3 separate regions of the Sus scrofa genome follow, and all the other regions are linked to region 1. Evidence: chromatin contacts called from public Hi-C and promoter capture Hi-C data. All regions are on one chromosome and are shown on one strand. The core of a region is the stretch at or near the end of the contact, and the rest is flanking DNA. Distances in the headings are between cores, read along the strand shown.

Evidence for each region. Promoter capture Hi-C pulls out the DNA fragments that hold promoters and counts their contacts. A called contact is a pair of places that touch in the nucleus more often than the background predicts.
Region 2: a contact with region 1 is called in a promoter capture Hi-C map of fetal liver, with 2.7 times the contacts expected there. A contact is called at or near these places in 1 of 5 promoter capture datasets (fetal liver) and 1 of 47 Hi-C or Micro-C datasets (liver).
Region 3: a contact with region 1 is called in a Hi-C map of skeletal muscle, with 3 times the contacts expected there. A contact is called at or near these places in 3 of 5 promoter capture datasets (fetal liver and liver), 8 of 47 Hi-C or Micro-C datasets (embryonic fibroblasts, heart right ventricle, omental adipose tissue and 4 more) and 2 of 2 datasets of targeted methods (alveolar macrophages and skeletal muscle).

Annotation. Positions count from the first base shown.
Region 1 is chr3:114,575,534-114,580,469 of Sscrofa11.1, forward strand. LOC100738909 (protein FAM228B) reads right to left here and starts at 2,460. Exons shown (of 8, transcript XM_021088366.1): 1 at 2,315-2,460. The coding sequence starts at 2,449. It overlaps PFN4 (profilin-4), which reads left to right and starts at 2,731. Exons shown (of 4, transcript XM_021088369.1): 1 at 2,731-3,655; 2 at 3,961-4,098. The coding sequence starts at 3,539.
Region 2 is chr3:114,360,414-114,365,349 of Sscrofa11.1, forward strand. ITSN2 (intersectin-2) reads left to right here and starts at 2,906. Exons shown (of 39, transcript XM_021088358.1): 1 at 2,906-3,083. It overlaps LOC106504180 (formin-like protein 6), which reads right to left. Exons shown (of 2, transcript XM_021088412.1): 2 at 1,314-3,763. The coding sequence ends at 2,934.
Region 3 is chr3:114,711,233-114,716,168 of Sscrofa11.1, forward strand. UBXN2A (UBX domain-containing protein 2A) reads right to left here and starts at 2,953. Exons shown (of 7, transcript XM_003125368.6): 1 at 2,685-2,953.

The DNA.
Region 1 (4,936 bases), core at 1,210-3,709:
ACAGACGTGGCTCAAATCTGGCATTGCTGTAGCTGTGGTGTAAGCCAGCAGCTATAGCTCCGATTTGACCCCTGGGAACCTCCATATGCCATGGGTGCAGCTGTGGAAAAAAGACCGAACACAAAAACACAATGAGATGGAGTTCCCTGGAGACCTAGCAGTTAAGGATCTGGCCTTGTCACTGCCCTGGCTTGGGTTCAATCTCTGGCCCAGGAATTTCTGTATGCCACAAGCACAGCCAAAAAAAAAAAGTAAAATGTCACTCTATATGATTTAGAAAGATTGCATACATAAACACGCGCACGCAAAAACTACACCAAATGTTGGCTAGGATATGAAATACTGGAACTCTCATACACTGCTAGTGGAAATATAAAATAACTTTGGGAGGAGATCCCATCGTGGTGCAGTGGTTAATGAATCTGACTAGGAACCATGAGGTTGCGGGGTTGATCCCTGGCCTTGCTCAGTGGGTTAAGGATCTGGCGTTGCTGTGAGCTATGGTGTAGGTTGCAGACGCAGCTCGGATTCCAAGTTGCTGTGGCTCTGGTGTAGGCTCCGATTAGACCCCTAGCCTGGGAACCTCCATATGCCTTGGAAGCGGCCCAAAGAAATAGCAAAAAGACAAAAAATAAAAAAATAATTAAAAAAAATAACTTTGGGAAACAGTTTGGCAGTTTCATAAAGTTAAATCCATTTAGCATACAACCTAGCCATTTCACAACTAGGTATTTACCCAAGAGTAATGAAAACATATATCCATACAAAGACATGTACATGAATGTTCCTAACTTTGCTATAGCCAAAAACTGTAAAACAACCTAAATATCCAACAATAGAATGGACAAACTGGGATATACAGGATTCGGCATAAAAAAGAAATGAAAAAGCATGAAGTACTGACACATGCAACGACATGGATGAATTGCAAAGTAATTATACTGCGTGAAAGAAGCCAGACAAAAAGAACACACACCACAATATTCCATTCGAATAAAAAATTTTAGGACTTTCCTGTGGGGCTCAGCAGGTTAAAGACCTGGCTTTGCCATAGCTGTGGTTTGGGTTCCATCCTTGGCTCGGAAATTTCCCACGCTATGGGTGCAGCCAAAAAAAAAAAAAATTTTTTTTTTAATTCAAAAGAAACTATAATTAGAGAAAGGCAGGGATGGATTACAAAGGGACACAATGAAGAAACTTTTCGGGGGTACTGAATATGTTCATTTTGACGATAGAAACATACAAAAATAATATATTCATCCTAAGCCACTTCTCAGTGCAACGACCCAAGTATAAAACTTCAAAATGCCATCCTATTGTACCTCCATGAAAGAAAGTGGCTGTGGCTCCAACCATTCTTTTGAGTTCCTGAGCTTGGGAAGTTTGCCATTTATCAGATCATCGTCTAAATTTTTCATTGTGGTCACAAAAAAAGAGCCCCTAGAAAAACTAAAAGATTAGCTTACTTAGTACTGAGAATTCACATTTATTCTCCCTTCTGTTTAATTAATAAGCAATTATCTGTAACCATAAACGGACGTGGAAGAGACTCTGAACATTAAATATATACGCTTTCCCTAACAAGAGAAGCCTTCAGTACAGGTTTCTACTGACGTCTTCAGAGACAGCTTCCTTTAAGCATAGATCTTCGGACCGATCTGCCCGCCGCCCCCAAGAATTTCAAGCTTCGCACAGCATCGCCCCTTCCAGCCGGTGTAGCCAATTATAAGACTAGCCTCTAGGAGGCGCATTTGCAGTTTTCTGACTTCGAATGGGCACAGCTGCAGCTTTCTGGCTGCTGAAGCACACACAGGTTAAGCCTGTTAGAGAAGGAAGGGCTTCTGAACAAAATCTGCCTTTCTTCATGCTTTGACAGGCCCAAACCGAAACCCGTCCTGACTGTGCCTGAGGCAGAAGCTGCCACAGGGCTTGCGCCGGTCGCAGACCTACAGCACCCACAAACCCGGCCCTCCCCTCCCACCCCGTCAGCAAGGTGTGTGCGGCCTCCGCCCGGCTGGCGGGGAAACTGCAGGCCGCGACAGGTACCTCAGCTCCCCTCCCAAGACTAGCAGGCCCTTCTGCTCCCCTGCACCATGCGAGGACCCAACCCGAGAGCCCACGGCCCCTGACTCGTCGGCTGCCGCGAGAAAACGAGCCGGCCGCCTCCGCGAATAAGAACTTTTCGCGTCTACTGATTCCAACGTAGCGCCCCGCGCGACCCCTCCGCCGCAGCGGACGTCAACGAGTCCGCTTGGCGCCACGGTGGACAGAGGGCGCCCAGACGGGCGGAGGATTCCGAATTCTGCAGGACCACCTGGTCCGGGGACTCGGCCTCTGCCTTCCTGAACCCCGCGCACGTACGCCCCCGGAGCCCCAACCCGCGGAGGGAGAACTCAGAAATCCCTAGCGCCAGCGCCGGAGGCAGGTGGCGCTTTGCGGACCGAGTCATAGCGCTTCTCGGGGACGAGCAGCTGGCGTAGCCAATAGCTGGGCACGTCGCCCTCTCGCCCCGCCTCCCCCGCGTCCGTTAACGGGCGCCTGCGCTGTTGGTGAGCCCTTGGACGAGCGCTGGGCTCCTTCCCTAGAGGCTGATCCCTTTACCTAGTGTCCCCTCGCGCTCACCCAAGCATTTTGTGCATCCTGTGCATCTTCCCAGGCAACCAGACTGGATACTAACCTCCCTCTCTCGCCTCAGTAACCTCTGCTCCAGGGAACACCGCTTCTCCCCCCCCCCCCCGTTGGCCAAATCACCACAAAGGGAGTGGCGGGCAAGGGACGCCTGTTTGTGGAGTTTGTCCTCTTGAAGACGGTCCAAGAAGAGTTGGGGATTTGTGCGGGAAATGTCACCTTAGGTGCCTTAAGTTGTTTTGAATCCCTTGGGGTTTTGATCAGTTTCATTGTTGGTGCTGATGCTACTGAGCCGAAAAGGAACGTGAGGACTCATGACCAGCATTTCTCATAATTTAATCTTGTTTACCTCCATAGTTCTCTATTTCGTCAGGGTTTACATTTTTTTTTATTTGTTTTTAGGGTTTTTTTTTTCCTATTATAGTTGATTTACATTATTCTGTCAATTTCTACTGTACAACAAAAGTGACCCAGTCACATACCTATAAATTTTTAATCCTAAATGATTCTTACGCAAACCATTGACATAGCTAGAAAATTATGAGCTATGATTTTTTCCAAACTCATAACCTTTCCATGATTCTATTTTCTTCTTTGCGTATTGGTGGACACTGGATGATGGCCCACCGTTTTCACTCTTCTTTGGGGGGGGGCGCACACCTGGGACATGTGGAAGTTCCCAGGATTGAATTTACACCTCAGTAGCAACCAAGCGGCTGCAGTGACAATGCTGGATCCTTAACCCACTGTGCCACAAAGGAACTCTCATCACTCTTCATCTTTTCAAAGTGCACATTGTGGATATTAAAACTGTCCAGAGTGTCTTAACAATATTTGTGTTCACAGGGCCTTTTAAAAGCCAGAGCAGGTCATTTTCAACTGCAGTTCCGTTTTTCAGAGCTGAGGGAGCATGAGCCATTTGCAGAACTTACTGTTAGATACCCTCCTGGGAACAAAGCATGTGGACTGTGCAGCCCTCATCAAACTCCAGGAGCGGAGCCTTTGTGTAGCATCACCAGGATTTAGTGTAAGAAAAAACAAGTTTGGGTTTGGACATAAGAGTTTAAAACTTTTTCTGTAAAGACGCATGGGGTATGCTGTAGACAATACATAAAAGAATGAGTGACTATGTCCTAATAAAACCTTATGAACACTGAAATTTGAATTTTATATAATTTTTACATATCAAAAAATTACTGTTTTGATTTTTTCCCCAACTGCTTAAAAATATAAAAACCATTCTTAGCTTGCAGGCCTACAAAAACTGGTAGTGGGCCAAATTTTGCCAGCCCACCATGGTTTGCCAACCTCTGGTCTATTTAACCTCTGCAGGTAATGCCCAGTGATATCCGAACACTTGTGAATGTATTTGCCAAGAACCCTTTGAAAGCCAGAAGGGAAGGATTGTATTTCAAGGAGAAAGACTACAAATGTGTCCGGGCAGATGACTATTCTCTTTATGCTAAGAATGTGAGTGTTCAAGATTTGGAAACAACTGGGTAAAAAACTTAAGAATTTGATTTCAATATCTGGTGCCTTTGCTGATTCTGTCTTTAAGATTAAGCCTGTTACTGCAATGACAATGTTTGAGATAACAGTCTAGTGCCAGGAAGGCATATGTAAGAGAAAGTACTAACAGAGAGTCTGATTTTGAGAAACATTCATTCCAGAATTTATCAACTGAACCTTGCCTGGACTGTAGTGGCAAGAGAGGAAGAAAAACATGGTCTTGGTGGCATAATAAGCTAGGATTAAGAGCTCTTCTACTCCAGGCTTTTTCAGTCACTTAAGTCAACCATTTCACTTTAGGCTTAAGCCGCTGTTTTGGGCAAATGGAATCCAATTAATGATTGTTACATGGGGGGGGGACCTATAATGCATCCTTCTCCTTCTTTAAAAAAAAAGTTCTCTTGTGGCTCATTGTATTAAGGATCCGGCATTGTCGCTGCTGTGGCTCTGGTTACAGCTGTGGCTTGGATTTGATCCCTAGCCTGGGAATATCTGCATGCCCTGGGCATGGCCCCAAGAAAAAAAAGTGATATTACTCTTGTGCTTAAAATGTCTCTTGGCAGGAGTTCCCATTGTGGCTCAGTGGTTAATGAACCTGACTTGTTTCCATGAGGACTCAAGTTTGATTCCTAGCCTCGCTCAGCAGGTTAAGGATCCAGTGTTGCCGTGAGCTGTAATGTACGTCACAGATGAGGATGGAATCCTGTACTGCTGTGGCTGTGGTGTAGGCCAGCAGCTGCAGCTCCAATTCGACCCCAGCCTGGGAACTTCTATATCCTGCAGGTGTGGCCATAAAAAG
Region 2 (4,936 bases), core at 1,656-4,155, 210 kb before region 1:
GGATATACCATTCAAGTATGAAAGCAAAACAACAAAATTTCAGATAAAATAAAACCAAGAGGATTTGTAGCCAACAGACTTGCACTGTAAGAAACACTAATGGAAGTTCCTCAGGTTGAAGGGAAATATTTCAGATGGAAATTTGGATCGTTACGAAAGAATGAAATGATAAATACCAAAATAATAAGTATCTGAGTAAATTTTCAAACTTTTCTTGCTCCTTTTCTCTTAATTTCATTTACATTACTTGTTCATAACACTGTCTTGGGAGATTTATTACTGGTAGAGGTATTGCATATGAACTCCAAGTTCTCATAGTCTTCTTACTCTACAACATATTTATCTTATGGGCTGTTTAGAGTCTCTATCCTAACCTCTTCCCATTACTATGAGTTTGTTGTGAGGGTAGACTGGGTAGGAAAGGGGTAAAAGATGGAATCTTTGAAAACAGAGAACGAGATTAAGAGAGCAAAGGATATACATGGTCAGGAAGGAAGATCAGTGCAGGAAGAAAAACAGACTAAGATTAAAAGCTCCCATGGTAAAAGCGAGGTTACCTTACCGGGGAAGAGGCCTCGAATCCATCTTAAATTGTGGCAGAACTTAAAGAAAGGTAAGAAATACACTAGTCCCCTAACTGACTTCTCAACATCCTCACCCTACATAATCCCTAATCTTCTTTAGGCTTGTCAAGTGTCTCTATATGTCTTAGGTAGCACATGGTTCCTCTAGGCATCTGATCTGCAGCTGATGCTGGAGGTGAAAAAGAGGTGATGGGATTTGGGAAAGACTAAGAGAGAAATTACAGATACAGTCCCAAGGCCTGCCCTATGAAGAAAAGAGGAAGTCAATGAACTGGGATGGTGGAGGGATCACCTATGCAAACCATCAACTCTGAAAGAATGTGATAATATGGACAAACCAGCCTCAAAGCTCTAAATGGAACCATGAGATAATTGTTTTAGTGTTTAGGGTACTATAGGCTCCCAATTATATACAGGACCCTAATTTCCATCAGAGGTTCTTTGTGTTTTTATCTTAGGGAGACTTTTTAATTTTTTTTTTTACTTTTTTTTTAATAGAACATTTTTAATTATTTATTTTTTGTCTTTTTTGCCTTTCTAGGGCTGCTCCCTCAGCATATGGAGGTTCCCAGGCTAGGGGTCTAATCAGAGCTGTAGACGCTGGCCTACACCACAGCCACAGCAACACCAGATCTGCCGACCTACATCACGGCTCACGGCAATGCCGGATCCCTAACCCACTGAGCAAGGCCAGGGATCAAACCTGAAACCTCATGGTTCCTAGTCGATTCGTTAACCACTGCGCCATGACAGGAACTCCTTTTTTTTTTTTTTTTTTAACTTCTTTATAACTGTTCCTTTCTATAAAGTTCACTTTTGTCCTGCCAGGGATTTGGCACCTCCTTCAGAAAGAAGGAAGCCTCAGGGTGAACTGCATCAGGTCCAGAACCCAGAAACACAAATGACACTGATCAAATGATGGGAGGAAAATAGAGACTGGCTACCAATCTGCCTATCAGGAATAAAAAATAGGTTTCACCTTACAGGATACCTCTCTGGAGCACTACGTTGAGGAGGACTCAGAAGCTTGGACTGAAGTATGGGCTCTGGAAGGGAGAACCACAATTAACTGGTGATGTCTGTCATGGGAATGAGACCATGTATTCAAGAGTGGGTGATTTGTTTGCAGACTGATTGGTCCTCAGTAGATAAGGGATAGACTGATTGGTCTCTGGTAGATAAGGGACTTCCTAGGCTAATGCAAAGGAGTCAGGTCTCTCTGTGTCACTGAAGCTCAGGACCTGTCTATCTGGTCTTCGTCAGGTCCCAATCAAAGAGTTGGGAAAAACACTGAGTGTGAGAGCAGGAAAAGCCTGTTTATCATCACTGATGTTTGCTAAGTTCCTCACATGAGTTGGGTGGCTAGTTCAGATAGGCCTGGGTTTTGGAAACCATCCCTCTCAAGCCAGCCTTCACATGCCCCAACAGGTGAGGAATGAAGGGGAAGCCATGGAATCATGTGATCTGCAGATTTCTTCTTTTCCAACAAAAGCCATGGGGATGTGAGTTTTGTATACTGGACCAGCCCCCACTCTGCCTCTAAAAGCCAAGAGAAATCTTGGGTCTTGGACCCCCACTTTGTTATGCTCATAGGAACCCCACTGACTCCTCCTCTAACATCAACAAGGAGCCTCTCTCTTGAAGGAGTGCTGTGTCTAGGGCAAGCCCTCCATGAACAGCGGTGACTTTTTTTTTTTTTTTTTTTGGTCTTTTTAGGGCTGCACCTGCAGCATATGGAAGTTCCCAGGGTAGGGGTCGAATTGGAGCTGCAGCCGCCCACATACACCACAGCCACAGCAAGGCCAGATCCCAGACACACCCCCAACCTATGCTGGAGCTTGGGGGCAAAGCCAGATCCTGAACCCACTGAGTGAGACCAAACCACATCTGCATGGATACCAGTGGGGTTCTTAACCCGCTGAGCCACATGAGTACCTCCTAGAGTGGTGACTGAGTTCAAGTATGGTCTTTTGTGAGGCGATCAGGAGTTGAAAGGGGAGGAAAAAGAGAGTGAATTTGAGCTTCACCTGTCAGGCAGCTCTCAGGTGGGGTAGAACGTTCAGCATCTGCAGGCCAGCTGGTAGTGGAGTTCAAGGAGAGATGACTTCTTACTGCTTGGCCAGAGCATACGGGGTGGCCGCTCTGCTTAGGGATGGGGGCTGGAGGCCCCCTTCTCGCCCTTTATACTTGTCATGGAGGAGAGTGAGGAACGCTGAGTGGATGGCTGTTCAGTACGGTGAGTCCTCCTGGGATACCTGGAGGGGGTGAGAGGCCTGCAACAGACCCAAGAGCAAGGCGAGGCACGGCCTCCTCCTGCCACACTCATTCCAGAGGAATCTTGCTCCCAGGTCAAGGAAGAAACTTGACTGAGCAAGGAGGCTTCAGAGGAAACCTCCTGTGGGTGCAGCACAGCTTGCCCTTCTCCAAAACCGTGGGGTCTGCAGTGGCAGGAAACGCACCACCCAACCTCAACATGTCACCTCGGGGAGGAGGAGCCAGGTGGGTCGGCGCCCCTCCAGGAAGGGCTGCCGGGGGCTTCGGGGCCTCCCCGAGGGGAGAGCGGAGCACTAGGACCAGGCCCGCGGGGTTCGGTACCCGGGGCTCTGGGGGTGCGGAGCCGCGCCGGGGCAATTTCGGGTTCCTGAGGGTGGGGGCGTCGGTGCCCGGCGGCGGGCGGGCCGTCAGCTGCCCGGCCCGTCGCCTCCCTCCCCGCCCCCCGGCTTCCTGCGGAGGCCGCGGCCGCCATGTTGTTGTGGGGCTGAGGCGGCGCCGCGGAGCCCGAGCGGCCGTGACAGGCTGCGCAACAGGTTCGCTGTCCGCGGCCTGAAGACGAAGCAGGCGCGGCGGCGGCGGCGGCGGCTGCCGAGCAGGGTCTCCCGGCGTCCGTCCGCGCCCGCGCTGCTGGTGCCGAGGGGCGCGGGGTCGCGCTGTGACGTGCGGGAGGCGCGGCGGGCGCGCCAGGTGGGTGAAGGCGCTCGCAGGGGCTGCCGCAGGGCGCCGGGCAGGTGCGGGCGCCGCCGCGTCCGCTGCGGGGAGGCTCGCGGGCCGGCCCGGGGGCCGGGCTGGGAGGCGGCTACGGCCCCGCACGACGCGGACTGCCCTCGGGAGCCTGGGCGGCCCCCAAGCTAGGCCCCTGGCGGGCTTGGCGGCGCCTGGCGGAAACCTCCGGCCGTGGGTTCCTGTCCCCGCGGCGGGGCCAGGGCGGACAGTGAGGGGCCGGGACCGCGCTGCCCCTTATCTGCGGCCGAGCCCCGGCCCCTGGCCGCGGCCTCTCCTGGCAGGTGCGGACGCCGCCGAGGTTCGGGAGCGGCGTGGCCCCCTGGCTTTCCGCGAGCTTCCTTGGGGCCCCATTTTATTTTCACGGAGTTGGTTTTCCTTCTTGGTAACGGTTGGTGCGGAGGGTCAGGTGAGCCGCATCCCAGTGCGTCAAAGTAGCCCGAGTCACGAGAGGCCAGTGGGCGGATGCTCGGCGTCCACCGCTCACATTAAACCAAAGTTGGGAAATGTTACAATTTGACTTCAGCGTTATTGACTTCCAGGGTGAACAGGAAGCACGGAGAGATGTAATCTCTTGGGCCGGAGTAAAGTTTATTGCTGCTTATTACCATTTAAAAAGACGCCTATATGTGCATAGTGAATGGGTAAGCCAAGGTTGAAACTGCAGATGGCTTTGCATTCTGTAAGATGATGGTGTTTTTGGGTTTATTATTCCTATGCTTTATCGCTGAATGATTGCTGTTGGCAGGGATGCTTCATTTGTCTTGATTAGGAATGAGGAATATTTTTGATAGAGCCAATCACTTTGTGATAAGAATTAAGGTTAACACAAAAATGTTTGCTTTACTAAGTGCTCTATTTGTTTTTTACTAGTGTTTGTTTACCTGCTTGCCCAGAAATAGGTGAGGTGTGCCTGGAAATTCTGTGTTCCAGAAAGCTTAATTTAGGTAGCACAGACTCTGTAGGTTAAGCTGCTTAAGCCTCTTAAGAAAATCATTTGCCTCTCCTCCTGTGCTTGTTTGCCACATTGTTAATCAGTGATAAAACCTAAACGTAGTCTAGAAACAATCACAAAACCTTTACATAAATTAATAATGACGTCCCTCAAAATTTAAAGATAGCAGCATCTCAGATGTGCTGGTTTCTTTGGCTGTACCTACGATTCCCTTATAATTTCTTTCTTCCAGCTTTGAGATATGATTGACATATATCACTTGCAGTTTCAAAAGTATGTAAGACGTTGTTTTAGAAGCTTAATTTAAGGACAGGCTTTTGTGTTTTCGAAGTACGTGGAAAAAAATGTGCATGGCTCCTTTTTTTTAATGTATTAATGAGCAGAAGAAAAGCTTGCATTT
Region 3 (4,936 bases), core at 1,703-4,202, 140 kb after region 1:
TTAACCACTGAGCCACGATGGGAACTCCTGCTTGTTTGTTTTTTTTTGATAACAATTTTTATTTTTTCCATTATAGATGGCTTACAGTGTTCTGTCAATTTCTACTGTACAGCAAAGTGACCCCCCCACAAAATATACATTCTTTCTCTCACATTCTTTCTCTCCATCATGTTCCATCATAAGTGACTAGATATATAGTTCCCTGTGCTATTCAGCAGGATCTCATTGCTTATCCACTCCAAATGCAATAGTTTGCATTGATTAACCCCAGACTCACAGTCCATCCCACTCCCTCCCCCTCCCCCTTCAGCAACCACATGTCTGTTCTCCAACTCCATGAGCTTCTTTTCTGTGGAAAGGTTTATCTGTGCCATATATTAGATTTCAGATATAAGTGATATCATACGGTATTTGTCTTTCTCTGTCTGACTTAGTATGAGTCTCTAGTTACATCCATCTTGCTGCAAATGGCATTATTTTATTTTATTTTTTTTTATGGCTGAGTAACAAAAGTATTTTAAATGCAAAAATCTTAGGAGAAAGGGGAAACTTCTGCAGAAACAATCAAGATTGCTGAGCTAGCCAGCCTTTGACACCATGACATGCTCACTCCAGGGTTCCATTATGAAATGCTATTTACCTTGCAAAATCCATCTCAAATACTGCTTTAGAAAACCTTTCACAATTCCTCCAAAAGGCATGAATACAGAATTACTAACACAGCAGGGAGAGATTAAGTACGTACTCTTAAAAATCTGCCCTACCTTCATAGCCACAATCCTAATCCCAACTATCATCTCTAGGGCGTTTCCCCACATCCATTCTTGTCCCCATCCAATTTGCAGAGGAGTCACGGTGACCTTTTTGATTAAGATACAAACTTGATTATGGGGCTTTCCTGTTTAAAACCCTTTAGTGACCTCCCATTACTCTTCAAATAAGGTCTACATCCTCTGGATAAAATTAAAGGGGAGTTCACTGCAATGTTCTCTTAACTACATTTGAGTGGTTTGAAAATTTCCCCATAAAAGTTTAAAAAAGGGAGGAAAAAAAAAAAAAAAGCTGGTCCCAAATCTTTAACATTGTATGAAGGACGCACATAATCTCTCTGGCCCTAACTACAGGCCCCTTTTGCTTTCTACACTCAATCCAACTGCTTTGCCATTCAGTTCCCCCAATCTTCCCAAGCCTCTGTGGAACTGATTTCCTTTGCCTGAACCTTTTCTGGGAGTCACCCAATTCCTACTTATCCTTAATAACTAAGCTCAAAGATTCCTTTCCGAGGAAAAAACAACTGATTTCTTCAGCTGGGATAGGTACCCTGGTTACATACTCTCATAACACCCTACATTCTTCCTTTTTACCTTCTCTCTAGGTTGACTGGCATTTACTTGTGGGATTATTTGTTTACCTTGTTTCCTCCAATGACAATGTAGAGTCCTTAAAGGCAAAACCTATAATCATCACCCACATATTCTTACCTCAACACACAATACGTACTAAATGAATGAAAAACTAAGTAATTAACATTAAATATTAAGTATACATGTATAGTATTTACCACATGCCAAGGTTAAGAGTCAGTGCTCAATACATAATTAACAAATACCATATTCTGTCTTGCATCATTATTATTTGTGTGCTTAATCACTTTCTCCATCCTGCACACAAATCTTACTCATTTTTGGATTTCACCAATTCCTAGATCTAACTTTATTCATCGGATTTAATTGCTTTCTAAATCTACATGATACATAGTACTGTATAAAACACATCATTAACGAGAACCTACTGTGTAGAACAGGAAAATCTACTCAATAGTTTGAAATAACCTATATAGGAAAAGAGAATGGACTTTTCTATGACTGGTTCTGTACACCTGAAACTAATACAACATTGTAAATTAACTTTACTCCAAAAAATTAAATTTAAAATAATGACTTACAACATATTTAGAAGTCACAAGATCAACTTTTTTTAAAGAGTTTTTCACATTTAAACTAAAATATAAATAAAAACCTTATGAACAGCTCTCAGAACACTTAAGCCACGACTGTGAAACAAGGAAGCTGGTTTTCACGTCGTTCACAACCTGTCATATGTAACAGTTCCACGTCGACATAAATACAGACTGTCAATTTTCTACGTTTTATTTTCAATGATCTCACATTAAGTACAGAGTAACCAACGCTGGATGCCACACTAACGTCCCTTATTGCTAACAAGTAACTTCAAACAACCAGAAAAATGGATACATAGGAAAAAAAAAAAGATGTGAAAACAACGAAGAGCAAGCCTACACCATAAAACGTAGGTTGCGGGAGCCACGTATTGAGGTTACCTAAGGAATGTTCGCCCCAAACAGGCACGCTTTGCATTTCTGTACTGTGCGTTTGCATTCTGAGAACTGAACTGGAAGTTTCAAAGCGCTGCGCTTGCCCGCAGTCGGCCGCTCGGGAAGACGCGCAGACCGCAGGCCCAGAGCCGCGCCTCACCTGCGCTGGGCAGGAGTCCCGCCCAGGCCGCCCTTTCGGGGTCGCAGACACGGACTCCGAAACCGAGACAAGGAAAGGGCCCCGCGGCTTGGGCGGCCCCAGGATCCCCGGCGCCCCGCTGGGGAAACGCCCGCCCGCCCGCCTACGCCCCTCACCCGGCCGAACGCGGCGCGGCCCCTGAAAACTCACCTCCGGGCGCGGCCGCTGGAGGGGGCCGCGCCGCGCCGTCGCCTCGCGGCCTCCTCAATTCGCTCAGGGGCCGCGGGCGCCGCCGCCGCCCCTGCCGCTGGGCTGGAGCCACTCAGACAGGAAGCACCGCCGCCCCCAGATCCTCTCAGGCTCGGCAGCCGCTCCGCTGGGCCCCCTCCTGCCTCCCACGGTCACCGCAGCCGGCAGCTGAGCTCTGAGATCGCGCCGAGGCCGGTGCTGCGCAGACCCGGGCGCGCGCACCGGCCGCGGGGGCGCGCGCGGGGGGCGGGGCCGGCGGCAGCGGCCGCGTCGGTCCTCAGCGTTACCGCCCTCATGGCGGCCGCCTCCTTGCTGCGGGCGCTGCTGGTGGTGGCCTCTTCACCCTGCTCGGAAAATGCAGGGAGCTAGGCGTGGGCTCACCCGAGAACTCAGCATCAACTTACCTGTCTACCTCTTCAGCTTCTGGTTGAATCCGCGGAGAGATTTCTCTGTATTCGGACCATGTTGAACTTTCCCTGAGTCCAGTGATTCTGGAAAGCCACGGTTAAAGAAATCCCCCCACCTTTCCACGTTCCTGAAAGGCTTGACAGCGAGGAGCCTCCCTTCCCCGTTGTGATTTAGATAAGACTCACGGATACCCCCTTGTTTACCTTGGACGAGGCCTGACAGAGACCCTCCAAATCCCCATTCTTTTTGCTTCACAAAGGATTAGCTGAACTGCTTATACTCACTAACCAGTCTGGACAAAATACTGGCTCCCTGGATTTTTTTTTTTTAATAATTTTTTTTATTTTATTTTCCCACTGTACAGCAAGGGGGTCAGGTTATCCTTACATGTATACATTACGATTACATTTTTTCCCCCACTGGCTCCCTGGATTTGACCAAAGTTAAGGTTCTCTCCTTCCTCCAGGCTCCTAAACTTTGACCCACCCTCAGCCTAATCCAGCATACAAACCCTCCTTCACCACCGCTCATTAAAATAGGCTGAGTTCCATGCAAAACACTGATCGTCTGTGTTATCACTGCTATCTCCACCTGTCTGTCCCACTGTGCACCACACCCAGTTTTTTCCACAGTTGCTGATCTCAGGGTCATGGTCACAGAGCTCCCCTCTAACAAGGTTTGTCCCTCACCCCCCCCCATTGCAGTACTTCCTTTTCCTTTTTTCGGCATAATCCTATCCAATAAAGTCTTTATCTAAACCCAAAGTTTATTTATTTGCGTATAATTGGATATTCTCCCAATTGTAATTGTACTCCAGCAGTATTTTTATAGTCTCTTCCCACCCCCATCCCACCCTCGCCCCACCCTCCTTGGAATAATCCTTTCAAATATATTCTTAATTTGCCTAAATCAGTTTTTGTTCTTACTTGACAGTTTTTAGTGCTGGAATTCAAATTGATATTGGACCTCACCTAAGGACCCCTGCCATTCCCACCTAAGTAAAGGCACCCTGTGAATCTTTGGAACTTGTCTTTCAGTTGTGCAATTCCGGAATCCTGTGGTGAGTTCAACTTTCAGCCAATTCTCTAGAAACTTGTCTATTGAAGCTCCCAATAAGGAGTTTGATTCCTTAGGGCAAAAGACTTTTCTATGGATGGCTTTTAAGTGTTGCCTCTTCCTCCTCCTCTTTTTTTTTTTTTTTTTTTTGGTCCTGGCACAATTTGATAAAGAGAGCATTCTTGTCAAAAATCAAATGGCTGCAGATGTATTAGTTCATTTCTGGACTCAAAATTCTTGTTACCTTTATGCCCTATCCTTATGCAGTACCATAACGTTTTGATTACCGTAGCTTCTGTAGTAGGTCTTGAAATCAGAAAGTGTGAGTCCTCCAAATGTTTTTTTCTCTAAAGATATTTTTGGTTATTTTAGGTTCCTTGCAATTTAGGAACAGCTCTACCTTTTCTGTAAAAAAGAAAAAAGGCACTTGGGTTTTGATAGGAATTGCACTGGATTGCAATGGGTAGGTTAGTTTGAGGCGTATTGACATCTTAACAATGTTAAGGTTTTTTTTGATCTCTGAACATGAACATCTTTCCATTTACTTAGGTTTTTGTTTTGTAGTTTTCAGTGTGCAAGTCTTGTGCCTCCTTGGTTAAATTTATTCTAAGTATTCTTTTTTGAGAAAAGGAATCACTGTGGTAAAAGGAATTGCTTTCTTAATTTCTTTTGGGATTTTTTTCCCCCTCATTTCTGTATAGAAATAACTGCTGATTTTTGTGTGTTGGTCCTTTATCCAGCATCTTTGC